Linked DNA regions of Mus musculus: regions 1, 2, 3 and 5 are each linked to region 4. A link is a contact called in public HiChIP or PLAC-seq and promoter capture Hi-C data. All regions are on one chromosome and are shown on one strand. The core of a region is the stretch at or near the end of the contact, and the rest is flanking DNA. Distances in the headings are between cores, read along the strand shown. Region 1 holds the start of Tor1aip1 (torsin A interacting protein 1). Region 2 holds the start of Ivns1abp (influenza virus NS1A binding protein). Region 3 holds the start of Swt1 (SWT1 RNA endoribonuclease homolog (S. cerevisiae)). Region 4 holds the start of Dhx9 (DEAH (Asp-Glu-Ala-His) box polypeptide 9). Region 5 holds the start of Cep350 (centrosomal protein 350).

The links. HiChIP or PLAC-seq counts read pairs in DNA pulled down with a chosen protein or histone mark. Capture Hi-C pulls out chosen DNA fragments and counts their contacts.
Region 1: an H3K27ac HiChIP or PLAC-seq map of thymic regulatory T cells shows a contact between it and region 4, with 13 times the contacts expected there. The contact joins the promoter of Tor1aip1 here to the promoter of Dhx9 in region 4. A contact is called at or near these places in 3 of 39 promoter capture datasets (hippocampal neurons, liver and pre-B cells), 4 of 484 Hi-C or Micro-C datasets (B cells, CD4 T cells, regulatory T cells and 1 more), 3 of 115 datasets of contacts at active chromatin or transcription factors (astrocytes, effector CD8 T cells and thymic regulatory T cells) and 1 of 9 other capture datasets (liver).
Region 2: a contact with region 4 is called in a promoter capture Hi-C map of liver, with 4 times the contacts expected there. The contact joins the promoter of Ivns1abp here to the promoter of Dhx9 in region 4. A contact is called at or near these places in 1 of 484 Hi-C or Micro-C datasets (the N1E-115 cell line), 2 of 115 datasets of contacts at active chromatin or transcription factors (memory CD8 T cells and thymic regulatory T cells) and 2 of 9 other capture datasets (adipose tissue and liver).
Region 3: a promoter capture Hi-C map of liver shows a contact between it and region 4, with 3 times the contacts expected there. The contact joins the promoter of Swt1 here to the promoter of Dhx9 in region 4. A contact is called at or near these places in 1 of 39 promoter capture datasets (liver), 2 of 484 Hi-C or Micro-C datasets (CD8 T cells and hematopoietic stem and progenitor cells), 1 of 115 datasets of contacts at active chromatin or transcription factors (epiblast stem cells) and 2 of 9 other capture datasets (adipose tissue and liver).
Region 5: a contact with region 4 is called in a promoter capture Hi-C map of liver, with 7 times the contacts expected there. The contact joins the promoter of Cep350 here to the promoter of Dhx9 in region 4. A contact is called at or near these places in 1 of 39 promoter capture datasets (liver), 2 of 484 Hi-C or Micro-C datasets (CD4 T cells and CD8 T cells), 3 of 115 datasets of contacts at active chromatin or transcription factors (astrocytes, regulatory T cells and thymic regulatory T cells) and 2 of 9 other capture datasets (adipose tissue and liver).

What each region holds. Positions count from the first base shown.
Region 1 is chr1:156,034,965-156,037,776 of GRCm38.p6, reverse strand. Tor1aip1 (torsin A interacting protein 1) reads left to right here and starts at 1,297. Exons shown (of 10, transcript NM_001160018.1): 1 at 1,297-2,019. The coding sequence starts at 1,542. Tor1aip2 (torsin A interacting protein 2) reads right to left here and starts at 2,113. Exons shown (of 7, transcript NM_172843.4): 1 at 1,669-2,113.
Region 2 is chr1:151,343,211-151,345,910 of GRCm38.p6, reverse strand. It overlaps Ivns1abp (influenza virus NS1A binding protein), which reads right to left and starts at 1,413. Exons shown (of 15, transcript NM_054102.2): 1 at 1,156-1,413. It also overlaps the pseudogene Gm10138.
Region 3 is chr1:151,427,018-151,429,717 of GRCm38.p6, reverse strand. It overlaps Swt1 (SWT1 RNA endoribonuclease homolog (S. cerevisiae)), which reads left to right and starts at 1,283. Exons shown (of 20, transcript NM_025819.4): 1 at 1,283-1,421. Trmt1l (tRNA methyltransferase 1 like) reads right to left here and starts at 1,176. Exons shown (of 15, transcript NM_026876.4): 1 at 616-1,176. The coding sequence starts at 841.
Region 4 is chr1:153,486,322-153,489,141 of GRCm38.p6, reverse strand. Dhx9 (DEAH (Asp-Glu-Ala-His) box polypeptide 9) reads left to right here and starts at 1,482. Exons shown (of 28, transcript NM_007842.2): 1 at 1,482-1,609.
Region 5 is chr1:155,971,940-155,974,639 of GRCm38.p6, reverse strand. Cep350 (centrosomal protein 350) reads left to right here and starts at 1,385. Exons shown (of 38, transcript NM_001039184.1): 1 at 1,385-1,791.

The DNA of each region.
Region 1 (2,812 bases), core at 48-2,547, 2.5 Mb before region 4:
CTTCACTTTCTTTTTCATGTATCCTTCAAACCAGAGTTTAACAAGCCAGCACCCAGGTGTCTTTAGTCATCTGTTGCACACACTGCCTTATGAGCTTAGAATATAAACACTACAAAAATTTATATCCTTTCACTGCTGTACATCTATTAAAGAATTTTTGTGATTGTTGACTGTGTAAATAGGCACTTTACAAACAAAGCATTACTGGAAAAGACACAAGCCAAACATTACCAAGTTATCAGTACTTCTCAGCGTTTTGTAGAAAAAAAAAAGCCACACCCAGTTTTCAGGCTACCACGAATGAGTATCACTTTCGTTTTTCCTTAAGTTTTGTTTTCTAAAAAAGTGCTACCAAGTGTGGTGGCCCACACCCTTAATCCTAGCGTTTGGGGAGCAGCGGCAGGTTGATCTCTGTGAGGCTGAGGCCAGTCTAGTCTACAGTTCCAGGACAGGCAGAGATCACCCTCCCTCCCTCCTTTCACTCACTTACACACACACACACACACACACACACATCTTTAAAAAAAGGGCAGCTGTCTCCTTATGGCTCCCCTTCTTTGTAGTTAATAAACAATGCTAAATGAAGCTCCAAACATGACTCTTGAGTCATCTGTGTTGCTGACCAAATTTATAGACTATTTGTGAAAATTCTAGTAACTGGGAATTTGTCTAAGTTTGAGTAACAACTTAAGGTCATTATTTAAAATACTGGAAAAAGGCAAATACTTTTAAGTTTTTTTTCAAAATCACTGTTATGTGGCTTCCAAATAAAAACTCAAAATCGATTTTTTTTTTTTTTAGGGCTAGGGTATAGCTTATTGGTATACCATTCACGTGAAAATTCAAGAATATGGTTGATATGGCTACGACTCAAAAATGGAAACACACCCCAAGAGTGTAACTAAACACAATTTTAAAGGGTCAACAGGTGAATAAAAATTTTAAACTGGGTAAAAGCAATTTCATAAAGGTCCATGAAACTATAATTTTCGCCATAAGATGACATGCAGAATTGCCTTTCTGATCATTTCTCCTCCCAGGGACATTTGAAAAGGAGTGGCCAAAGTAGCAGGGGAACTGCGCAACAGCTTGGGATCAAGGACTGAAACTTGCCCTTTCCCAAAGCCTCTGGGAGCCAGGACCAGCGCCCCCGGTGGTGGGCAACTGGCCATCAGCAGCTTGGCACAGGCCACTTGTCCTACCACCTCCTGGTCGCCCCCACCTTTCCCTCCAAGGCCAAGGACAGAGACGTCCTCCTCCCCCTTCTCCTCCTCTTTGGTGCCTTCAGCCAGGAGGCGGGAGTGACCCGCAGCAGCTGACCCAGCTCGGGCACTGCCTCTCCGACAGCCCTCAGGACACACCATGGGCCTGGAGGCTGGTTGGTGGCACACGAGCGAGGACGCAGGCGGCGGCCCCGGCGACTCTCAACTGCCTCCCTGACCACTGCGACAACCTCCCCGAAGCCATCGCCACTACCCGCAGCGGAATCTATCTGCGGCCAATCTATCGCCACGAACCGACTACCAGCTACGTAAACAACTATGGCGGGAGAAAGGTGGCAGGCCGAGGGGCCCGGAGAAGGTTGGGCCATCTACGTCACACCCAGAGCCCCCATCCGGGAGGGAAGGCGGAGGCTCGACCCGCGAAATGGCGACAGCAGTGACGCGCCTGCGTACGGAGCTCACCCGTCGCGCCGCGGACGACGGGAAGTGAGGTTTTCAGAGGAGCCGGCAGAAGTGTACGGCGACTTCGAGCCCCGGGCGGCCAAAGAAAGGTCTCCGGGGGGGAGACGAACCCCGCCAGAAAAGTTCCGGCCGGCTTCTGCGGGAGAGGAAGTGAGAGAAAGCGCTTACAACCTTCGCTCTCGACCACGGAGGCAGCGGCGAGCCCAGGAAGCCGAGGAGATGAAGACGCGGAGGTCTGCTCGCCTTGAGCAGCACTCACAGCAGCCGCAGCTGTCTCCGGCCACGAGCGGCCGAGGGTTACGGGACTCTCCGTCCTCCAGTGAGGACCGCGAAGGTAACAGTCTCGGCTGCGGGCTCGGGAGCGCGCGCGGCGGCGGGCACGCGGCGGCAGGCGCGCCCCCGTGGAGGCCGGCCCCGCTCCGGCCCCGCCTGGGTCCTGGTGATTTCTGCGGCCCTTTGGGCGCGCACTCCCGGATTGAGTCCACCCGGACCCTCAAGAGGGAAGGACGCAGTGGGCCGCGCGGGAAGGTGGTGGTGCGAAGTGACCCGAGCGGAGGCGGGCAGCTCTGCCTAGTCCTGGAGCTTCAGTTTGGGGGGTCTAGGTCTCCTCTTTCTGTAGGCTTTTGCTAGAGGTCGGCGGCTAAGCCATTGTCGGAGCCCCAAACTACTCTGCGCTCGGTTTCATTTCCGTCCTCTGAAGTTTCTACTGAAGCCACTTCCATTTCCTTTTTTTTTTTTTTTTTTTTTTTTTTAAATCTCGGGGGCCCCAAGTCCCCAGCTGAAAATCCTGTTTTTAAGTTAACTTTCCAGTCGGTTTCTTTCGTTTTTTTTTTTTTTCACCAAGATTGGGAAAACGAGATCATTTCTAGGCGGATGCTACGAGGAGTAGCTGACTTTAATGAATGGGTTGGTGACATTACTCCAAATACAGAGTCTGGTCTCTGCCAGACTTTCCCCCCAGATTGGAGGCCATCACGGTAATCTTAAGTAGCTAAACAAGTCAAGACTGACAAACTACTGAAACAAAACAAGGTTCTATTTATTAGTAAAGCTTATATATGAAGCCCCAGATGCCAACAGGGTGTGTACTATAGTTTTAGTTAAGTCACACAGATGAACCAAATTCT
Region 2 (2,700 bases), core at 164-2,663, 2.1 Mb after region 4:
CAACCTGAAACTATTTTCTTAGTTATTTTTTTCCTAAGTCAACCACTGGTGTTAAAATTAAAGAAAATATGGCTAAGGTGATTTAGTCCGTGCGGCTTGTGTGCTCTTACTTCCAGAGCTATGGTGTATTGCCAAAACAGGAGACCACAACAAAACTCCTAAGAACTTGATATCTGGGTGTTCTAACCTCCACTACTGACAGACATTAAACAAAACGTTGCCTTTTAGGCCGTCCGACTTCTTTTTGATCGAAATGTTTGCTCTCCGGAATCATTTATCTGCAACTTATTGAGGGAAAGGCGGAAATATTTCTCAAATTTGTGTGTGTGTGTGTACAGATTTCCTTACGTTAATCTCCACTCTGACACTCCCCGGTGTCTTATCAACGAGGTCCTTTACCCAAAAATAGAAAAAAAAAAAAAAAGGTGATCGGACGAAAAGCCTGCTCTCCACCTATTTCTTTCAGAGAACATGGAGCCTGTGCCCCGGCGCGCCGGGGACCCCGCGCTGCAAGGCCTGGGGCGCGCTCTCGGCGGGTACAGCGAGGCACCCGCACACCCCCGGCCGCGATTGGCCGCGATTGGCCGGCGGCGCAGTCACTCAGAGCTGACACGTCAGGGCAGCCGCTCCCTCGCTCCTCCCGCCTCCTTTTCCCCGCGCTTGGCAAGAAAAGCGGGCAACGTGGAGCTCGAACAAAGGACCCCGTGGTCCACGGCGACCAGGGACTCCGTGCCACCCCACGCCTAACCCCTGGAACCGATGCGCTCTGAGGGCGGCTCTGTGTCCCCACGCGCCGGCCGCGGGGAGTCTTAGCCCGGAGAGCCCCAAACCGCAGCCGGCACCTCGCTCCTGACAGCGGGAAACGATGTCTACAGTCCTCGGTGGCCGCCGCTCTCATCCGGCGGGTCATCCCTCCTAGTCCTCCGCCGGGCCAGGTCCCGGGGACCCTCCGTCACCCAGCGCGGAAGCCTGACGATCCCCGCCCCGGCGGAGGAAGGTCCGGGACCACCGCGCTCTTCCCCCGCCAGCCGGCAACCGAGCCGAATGCGGAGCCCCGCGATGCCCGTGTCTCCCGGGACAGCGGGACGCTCCGCACCACCACCATCTTCCCACCCCGCCCTCTCCCTCCCGCGGCGCCCGCGTACAGCGCGTTACCTGGGTCATCTCTGAAGAGATGGCGAAATTCATCTCCAGAGCTTCGACGGGCTGCAGGCGGAAGGCGCTGGAAGGGGCTCGGGGCGACCGGGCGGGAGGCTGCGGGCTGAGGAAGACCAGTGGGTACTCGCGGGAACTCGCTCGCCGCCACGACGCGCCCAGCACCTCCGAGCGACTGACCGACCTCCACGCGCGTCCCGAACACACTGCCACCGCCGCCGCCGCCGCGCGCGCTCGCGCCGCACTCCCTCGCACGTCACCACGTGCGCTGCCGCCAACGCCTCCCGGCCGCTTCCGGCTCTGATGCCTGAGCGAATCACAGGCGAGCTCCCGGGAAGATCCCGCTCTGAGGCTCCGCCCCCGGACAGGGCCCCGCCCACCTCATAGCTCTTTTCCTCAACCGCCCCCTCCTTCCTTCTCGGCTCAACTAGGTCAGCGCAAGGTGATCCGGGAGAGCGGGGCGGCGGGGACCGCTCCTCCTGTTACTTATCGAGCGCGCGCTCCCTCCCGAGCCTCACACCCTCGCTTCGCCCTTTTTTTTCCACTGTCCAGGAACTGGTTCCCTCCTTCCTCTTCCACCTGCCCTACCTTCTCCAGAGATCCGACGTGGCGATTAGAGTTCTCAGCGTCACACTGACTTCTAGGCAACTAGCCTAGACTGGAGCTGCGTGTTGTGGGAACCCCGCGGCAGTAGTTGAGCATCAGGCTCTTACCTTGGAGGTGGAGGGGTGAGAAGAATGGAGGAAGAAGGGATAAGTCAGAGGAGGGCCTGAACAACTAGCCCCTCTATTGGCCTGCTTTGGGTGAGCATTCAGTGAGTGTGTTTAAAAAAAAAAAAAAAAAAAAAAAAGGTGAAAGAGATATTATCGGTGTGCCATAAAATGCGTGTTCACTTCTACTTTTTGTCCCCCTCTGGTATCAGTTCCTGATGTCTCGACTTCTTTGGACAAAGAAAAGTAGCTTGGGGAATTGTTAGTCCCTATCTCTACCCCCTGGGGCCTTTTAACCCAGGAGCCAAGCCCAGTCATCCACCCACCTTGCCCCTAGGAGGCAGGCAGTTGTTTAGGTCAAATGTGATTTAAGCTGGGCTCCACTTCTTCATATGACTCTGAAGCACATGCTGGGAAGTTTCCTTGATTGAAGATGAGGGGATTTGGTGAGATTATATCCAAAGGTCTATAAAGTATACACATAATCGAGTTAGGTAAAGGTTTCCAGATTAATGCTTATACTGGTTTATAGAGGGCGCTTACACAGTCTAGACCTGACTTTGATCATCCCGCTTAATTTGTAGCCATTTCTTGGAGCTCTTTGACAATGCTTCCTACCCTTCTTTAATGTGTTAGCGGGTAGGAAATAGAAATTGGGAGGGGGGTCTTCATTACTTTTAAAAAATAAGATCTTGTGGCCAGGAGACGTTTCTTTTTTGTTGTTGTTTCACAAAAGGAGGAAGTAGAAACTGAGCTGTCAGCTAGTATGATTATGTGTCTTAGAGAAACTGGCATTTGCCGTCCAGCTTTTCTCTTTGATAGCACATTACTTTTG
Region 3 (2,700 bases), core at 34-2,533, 2.1 Mb after region 4:
TGAACCGAAAAACCACCACTCGGAACATGTATAAACACATTCAGAAAATAAAAATATGGGCTATACGTTTTCACGATCGTTGTCCTTTGGAATGAAGTACAAAGCTCAATTAGTATTTGGCAGATACAAGAGACGGAGTTTCTATTCTCGGGAGCAAAGTATACTCCAGCAATGAGACAAATCCATCAGTGTGTATAAGTCCTGACTGAAAAATGCTTTCAGTTTCTCAATCTTGATCTACTACTACCTTAGTACCTCCATTACTGTAACACAGTGGAAAGTTTTAAAACTATTGTAGACTGGGTTGAGATGGAAACTACTAAAGACACTAACGGACACAGCCACTAATTTCATTGTTTATTTTTCTCTGCCTCACGCCTGGCCTTCATATATCCTTCAGGATGATATCCTCGAGGTTTATGGAAGAAGTATCCCTTTCCATGCTGTATTCCTTTTACTCTTACCTGCCGCTCTGGTTCCTCCTCCTCCTCCCATTTTTCTAAATTTGCCTTTCCACATTAAAAAAAACACCCTGGAGAAGGGCCTCCCCTATTCCCCAGCGAGGCATGGTTTCTCGCTTCTCTGCGGCAGAGAGATCAGGCCGTCTGCACTTACTGCTTTCAGCCTCCTCGGGGACAGAGGCTAGGGACGGGGACAGGGCCGGAGCCGGGGCCGGGGCAAGGGCTGGGGCTGGATCCGAGTCCGGCGTCGGAGCCGAGTCCAGAGCCGTATCTGCGGCCGGAGCTGGGACCGGAGCCGAATCCGGGGCCCGGGTCGGGACCCTGACCTGGGCCTCCTCCTTCTCCTGGGGTAGCAGCTCCTCCTCCGCCATATTCTCCATAGTTACGGCCTCCGAGCCAGGGGACGCGGAGGGGACTCGCGGCGGAGTGGGTTAATAGACGTTAATGCACACAGGGCTGGATCCAAGGGCGGGGAAGCAATTGGGAAGGCTGTACGCGTGCCACAGACAAACGGCGGAGCTCCAGTGACCCAACCCTGTCAGCAGAAAAACTGAAAGCCAGAGGCAGCGGTTCGACCCTTCGCCGGCTTCCCCTTCCCCGAGGCGTTACGACGCCACCACAGACTGCGCAGAAGCGTGTGGCGGACAGTGTCCAATGAGGAAAAAGAGTTCCGTTTCCTCGGTACGTCCTCTGCATCACTGGCCGCCACCGAACCGAAATAAGACTACAACACCCAGGAGGCATCGCGCCTCATGGGCGGTGCTCAGTTCCGGTCCTTGGAGGAAACACACACAGAGCGCCGAGAACTCTAGAATTGCCTGGAGCGTTCGGCTCCTGGCGGGGGTCCGAGTACAGAACTACATTTCCCAGTGTGCAGCGGGCTCTGGGAAGGCGCTTTGGGTGTCCGACTGGTCCGGGGAATCGCCACTGTCGCTGTGGCTGCTGCTGCCGCGGACTCAGGTAAGTTAGGGTATTCCGGGCGCGTGGACATCTCTCTGGGCGACAGCTTTTCACTGCTGGCCTCCTGTACCCGGACGTCGGTCGGGCTCGGGACCCGCGAGCTGAGGTCTGGGCCGGGCGACTGCGGGGGCTGGTCGGAGGTCGGCCGGCTCGTGGAGTGTGTGGCCGGGTTGCTCCAGCTGGACCTGAGGCGGTGGGGGGACCGATGGCGGCTTGTGTGGGGGTGGGCCGAGGCAGTTTATGAATCCCAGAAGCACTTTTCTGTCAGCCCCCTGAGGTAGAGTCCTGACTCCGCTCTCCACAACTTTCCCCCCCACAACTTGCGACCCGGACGCTCTTCACTTTTTCAATTTTGCCTCTAGGTTAAGGATAGCAGAATAGGCGCGGTGTGGTTGTAGGAGATTGTTTTGCAGTTTTGACCTGTTTTGTTTTGTTTTTTTTTAGGCTTTTACTAACAAATGTATCACTTTGATGCATTTCAGATTCTCTAAGGAATATGGCCAGGGAATCCTCTGCGCCTCAAGTTTTATAAATATATATATCCTGGACTTGTTTATCACCGAAGTCTTATTTGTTCTCTTCACTTTATTTCTAATAAGCACACTGGAGCAGACTGGAAAAACAAAACAAAAACAACCCAAATTGATCTTTCTTTCAGGTTGCCTGCTTCGGACTGTCTTGAGCGTTTAAGGCAAGAGGGGAGGTTCTCAGGTTTTTTTCCTCTGTTGGGAAACCATAGGAGACGGTGTGTGATTGTTTGTTACTTTGAAATGCTGTCTGGAAGTTTTGCTCTCTCATTGTCCTTCCTAGTTGGAGTGTTTGAAGGTGTTTTTCCTTCCCCAGTTTAACGTAAACTTTGTCCCCACCAGTCTTTTGCAAGTTCTAAAGCCCTTAAGGGCTACGAATGTACTTATCTCAGTGGTAAAGTATTTGCTTAGCTCCTTAGCTTAAAGGTCAGAAGCCTGGCCCCACAAGACGACTGAAGGCCTTTTAACCGCTTTTGGACTAGGATTCCTATGTGGGGAGTTAACTATTTAACGATTAAAAGTGAGACAATAGCACCTATTACAACCTGTAGAAATGGTAACTAGGACCAGAGAGATTGTTCAGTGGTTTAGGTCACCTGCTTTTCTTGCGGAAGACTCTTATCAGTTCCCAGCCATCCACTTGACAGATGGAAACCATCTGTAACTCCAGGTCCCAGGGATTTGATGCCCTCACAGAGACTTGAATGCAGACAAAACACATAAAGCACATAAATACATAATATATTAAAAAA
Region 4 (2,820 bases), core at 233-2,732:
AGATCAAATCGGGGCTTGAGGCATGCTAGTTTTCACAAAACAACAACAAACAGACAACTAGGTTGGGGATGCTGGGCTTGAGTGTAGCTTAGTAGTAGGGTAACCTTGAGTTACTCTTCAGTACTTCAAAAATACAACACCCCTCAAAACAAGTATTAAACTCAAGAGTCTTCTCACTTGAAGCTAAACAAAACACAGGATTTTGAGATAATTGGGAGCATGCCTTTAATCCCAGCCTGAGGGGTGAGGGGTGGGGCAGAGGCAGACAGATCTCTGTGAGTCCCAGGACAGCCTGGTTTACAAATCCAGGATAGCCAGGGCTACACAAAGAAACCCTGTCTTGGAAAAAAAAAAAAAAAAAAAAAAAGAGTCCCTCGTCCCTCTCCCCAGCCAAAAGGTAAGTGGAGAAGTTGTGTCTTGAGCTAGGGTTTTCTTTTTGGTGGGGTAATGGGTTTTACTACAATGGGATTAATGGCATATACCACCACCCCTGGCAATAAACCAATAAGCCAGGGCTCTCTTTCTTGTCTTAGATTCATTTTACTTTATGTCTTATGGCCTGTAGGTCAGTGCACCATGGTTGTACCTGCTGGGTCCCCTGGAATGGAGGTTATGGTTGTGTGTGAGCCACTGTGTGATTGAGAACTGAATCCAAGCCTTCCACAAGAGCAACAAGTGCTTTTAACTTCTAAGGTTTTTGTTCCTTTGCTGTTTAGACAGGATCTCATTATGTTGCCCTGGCCTTCCTTAAACATAGACCAGACTGTTTTGAACTTACGGAGGTCTGTCAGTCTCTGTTTCCTGGGTGCTGTGACTGGAGGCAAGTGCCACCATGCTACACACTGCCTGCAGCATTTTATTTCTTTTCTTTTTTCTTTTTCTTTTGGTTTTTCGAGACAGGGTTTCTCTGTGTAGGCTTGGCTGTCCTGGAACTCACTTTGTAGACCAGGCTGGCCTCGAACTCAGAAATCTGCCTGCCTCTGCCTCCCAAGTGCTGGGATTAAAGGCATGCGCCACTACTGCCCGGCTGCCTGCAGCATTTTGATGAAGCAGAAATACTTCAGTCCTTGTATTTTAACATACAGCACCCATAAATACATTGCTTTGGCATATTTTAAAGTGGCTATTCTGATAAACTCTGAAAGGATTAATCCTGTAACACTGCCCTTACGTAAGATAAACTATCAAAAAGGAGATCCATGGTGGCATGTCTCTAAATTTTGCCTTCAGAGGTGGAGGCAAGTGGACTGCGTTAAGTGGTGGGCTAGCTTGCTCTACAAAGACAAAGGCAAGGAGACATAACTTCCAGAAACCAAGCTGGTTAGCGACTGACAGGAAATTATGGGCCTAGGCCAGCAGATCTCGCGCGACCTCAGGTTTGGCGCCCGGAAGTGGTTCAAGCCCCGCCCCCTCGGGGCGTGCTGGCTCCGGAGTTGGCCTACCGCGCAGGCGCGAGTCGCCGACTCCGCCCCCTGGGTCCTGCAGTCGGAGCCATTTCGCCGCTGCTTCCATGCGGGTGAGGTGTGTTCTTTCGCCGTTCTCGTGGAAGGTTGGCGCTGCGAACTCGCCTAAGAAGGCTGTGCTCTCGGGCACGGAAAAGCGGAGGAGGGTAAGAAAGGGGGCGTTGCGGCCCCGGACGCGGGCTCATTGCTGCGGGCCGACGCCGGCCTCCGCGGCTCAGCCGTGGCTTTGTTGTGAGGCGCGGGCGGGCGAGCGTGTGGGGGAGGGGCAGCGCGGCGGGTACCCGGATTTACGGGCCGTGGGCGCCTCGCGCAGCGGAGCTCCCGTGGCCCTAGGCCCTGGGGTTCCTTGCACAGACTGGCCGCTCTCGGAGGCCTCTTCCTCACTCGGCCTGACGGGCGGCGGGTGTCTGTAATCAGTTGCGTGTAGGGGTAGCGGCTCGACGCCACCCGGCGCGTGGTGGTGGGGGGTCGTCCGCGGTTCTAATCCGGGACACCCGGGCCCCGTGGGGGTGCCCGCTTTGGGGTCCGGGGCTTCGCTGCAGGTCCTCCCGCTCCGCACTGGTGACGGGGCATGGCTGGGTGGGGCGGGATGAGGAGCAGGTGGTAGGAAAATGAATGCATGATTTAGTAAGTGATGGCGGAATTACACCGCGCAACGGGATAGCCCCGCTGTAGATAACGGTCGAAAGGGAGGGCGCCTCAGTCTGAGGGGTGCACGAGCCTGAGTCTGGCTTTGAGGTGCACAGTGTATCCGCTCCAAAGGGCAATGAGAGATCAGTTACGCCTAAGGCCAGACCTTCCTGGAGGAAGGGAGGGCCGGCCACGTGACCTGAGGGTGCGAAAAGAGATGAAAGAATTTGTTTCCGGGTGGCAAGAATGAAAACACAAAATTGGGAGCCATGACTCTAGCCTTTCATTCCAGCACTGGGGTTTGGTGGTGGAAGGTATTGTTCGATCTCTTGAGTCCGGGGCTACTACACATAGAAATCTTGTCTCATAAAACAAAATTTGATTTATTCCGATATGTGTGTGTATACGAGTATACGTGTATACGTATCAGGTAGTGGTGGCAAGTGAGAGAGGAGCTGTAGAAAAACAAACGAGTAATAGTGGAGGCATTTCTGGAGCCAAAACAGCAGGGCAGATGTGACATGATGGAAAATTTGGCATCCATCTAGGCTCTCGACAAGAGGATAAGTTCTAGGTCTGTAAAAGAAGTTGTGGGGTTTTTGTTTGTTTTTTTGGTTTTTCGAGATAGGGTTTCCTCTGTATAGCTCCAGCTATCCTGGAACTCACTCTGTAGACCAGGCTGGCCTCGAACTCAAATCCGCCTGCCACTGCCTACCAAGTGCTGGGA
Region 5 (2,700 bases), core at 136-2,635, 2.5 Mb before region 4:
AGGAGATTATTTCCCATTGATTGGTGCTATAATATTGGGCAGATAGTGTTTCAGAACCCACTATTAAAAAGTAATCATAACTCAATAAGGGGATTGGATACGTTCTTTAAAATAACTAGGCTGGAGAAAAGGTAAATTTCACTTTTCTTTTTATTACATGTATGTATGTATGTATGTATGTAATCATACATGTCTTCTCATGCACCTGCACGCAATGCAGATCAGAGGACACCTTAGAGGAATCTGCTCTCTTGGTCCACCATTCTGGGTCCGGGGATCAAACTAAGATCGCCAGGCGTGGTGGCAATTCCCTTTACCTGCTAATCCATTTCCCTGCCGCAGTTCCACCTTTCAAATCTTTTTCTTGCTACTGCTTGCGTACTCGGGATCTCCACAACTCTCATTCTTTGCTGAAGTGCTGTTCTCAGGGAGGGTGTATACATTGACATATGTGCAGGACTTTTGTACATTCACGTAGTTCCTGCTGAGGCGCGGCTGTCTTATGGGGAGGATCAGTTATTGTCGTCTGCTTTTATTGATATGGTCAAGGTAGCGAACATTTATTGAACATCTACAGTGTTGTAGTTACTGTGCCAGGCCCTACTGGGTATACATAGAAAAAGGAGACTTTAAGACACCCATGGTACTTTAGATGAGAAATAATTTCGAGGCAAAGTAACTATCGGAGCCCAGAAGGTGGAGAGCTTAGCTGCAGTGAGCACCTAGCGGAAGGTGTCAGGCATTATTCGCAGAAAAGCTGTCCTTTACAGTCTTGACAGACGATAAAATTCACCAAGCGGAGGCTGGTGACAAAGACAAAGCTAAGAGAAAATATGTTGACCCCAGAGGGCTTCTCAAACCACAACACCGAAGGGAAAGGAAACGTAGTTTTTGCTTGTTTTGGAAAGAGCTTAAGCCATCAGTGTGCGTGCTGAACAGAACTGTAAACCCCTGGCCAATGAGAGGGCCGCAGTGACAGCAGCGAGCAGCCGCAAAGCTGCGGTTACTCCGATCCGCCTAGAGTGACGATTCCTTCTGAATCGTCTGCCGGGTCCCGGATCCCTGGGTCACCCTTGTCAAGTCCTCAGCGTGTTTTGGCTCGGGGGTGACCCGCTCAGCCAGAAGGCCCAATTAGCGTCAAAGGGAAGGGGGTGGTCTCCTCTGCGGATAGACTCTGGCTCCTCCCGAGTCCCGCCGAGCTCCCAAAGCGCCACACCAAAGATGGCTTCCCCGCATCCTCTAGCCTCGGGTCCGATCGCGCTCCTCCGTCGGCCACACTCAACATGGCTGGCCTTCACCCAGGGTTGCATTCCTGCGGAACCGTCTCCGGACAGTTCTCGCGAGGTTTGGCGAGTCTCTCTCCCCCCCCCCCCGCCCTCTCCCTCCCTGACTGCTCCCGCCCTGCCTCGCGCCGCCGCCACCGCCACTGCCGCCGGCGCCGCTCCTCCTCCGTGTCAGTTGTTGAGCTGTAATGGCGACTGGGCCGCCGCTGCCGAAGTGACTCCCGGGGCGGGGGAGCGGGGCCGGACCTGCGCCTGAGAGGACTGCGGAGAGCCGCAGCTCGGGAGGGGGCTCGCGGCGGGGCAGAGGAAGGCCGCCTCTGCGCCTCTCCTTCCTTGCCTGCCGCCCGGCGGATCCCGGGAGCCGGGGCGAGGCGGGCACCCGGTGCGTCCCCGGAGCGGGGAGGCCAGGCCGGGCAGCCCTGGGGCCGGTCGGGGCGGCGTCACTGCACCCTCCGCCAGGCCCCGCGGGATGCACCGTGGGAGCCGAGGGCGGAGGCGACACTCTCAGGTGAGCTGCGGGGAGACCTGGCGGAGCCTGCTCCGCCTCGGATGTCTCTGTCCGCGGTCCCAGGTCCCCGAGGTGGCCAGAGAGGCGGGGCGGGGCCCCCCTGGCACTGCCTGACGTCCCCCCCGGGGACCCTCCTTGGGTCCCGAGACTTTTCCTGGAGGGTCATCCTGAGACCTGGGCTCCCGGACCTACTGGTGCCCACGGAAGACAAGATTTCTTTGCTTACCTGCCAGTGTCGCCCTCAGCACCCTCGCCCCTCCTCTTGTCTGCATAGAGTTAAGCCACCTCTCACCTTTGGTCTCCGAAGTGTCCCTTCTTCGTTTGGAGATCGAGCATATTTTGGGAAATTCCGGGGCACTAGCTCCAGTGTCAGGAACAGTTTCTGTTCCTTTTCCTGGGTGTAATATTCTCAAAGTGCAGTATGGGGAAAACTTTGATCACCTCCAGTCCAGCAGCAGTTGTTGAATGGAGTCCACCGGCTTATTCACACATGATTGGGTGGAGAGGGGGTGACATTTAACAAGCCTTACACGTTGGAAGTTGTCACTTTCCCTCCCCTCCCCCCTCTTTTAAATTCAGACTAATATGCTAAATCATATTTAGTTAATGTCACAGATACAGGCAGAAATTTGCCAGGGTTTTAGTTTTCAAGTTCGGAACTTGCAAATAGGTATAGATTTTTTTTTAAATGGATTTTTTGATGTTGTAACAAATGTTTCATTTGGGGGGAAAAAATAGGCCCTTAGGAATAGTGGTCGGTATCCATGTACTCTACTTAATTGTTTTGCTGGTGTTTCTTGTTTTGAAATTGGAGAAGTCGTTAGTGTTGCCATGTTAACCTGCTCCCTTCGCTTGTATTTTAAAGATTTAAATGGACAGTCCATCCTAGACCAACCTACTATTAGCACC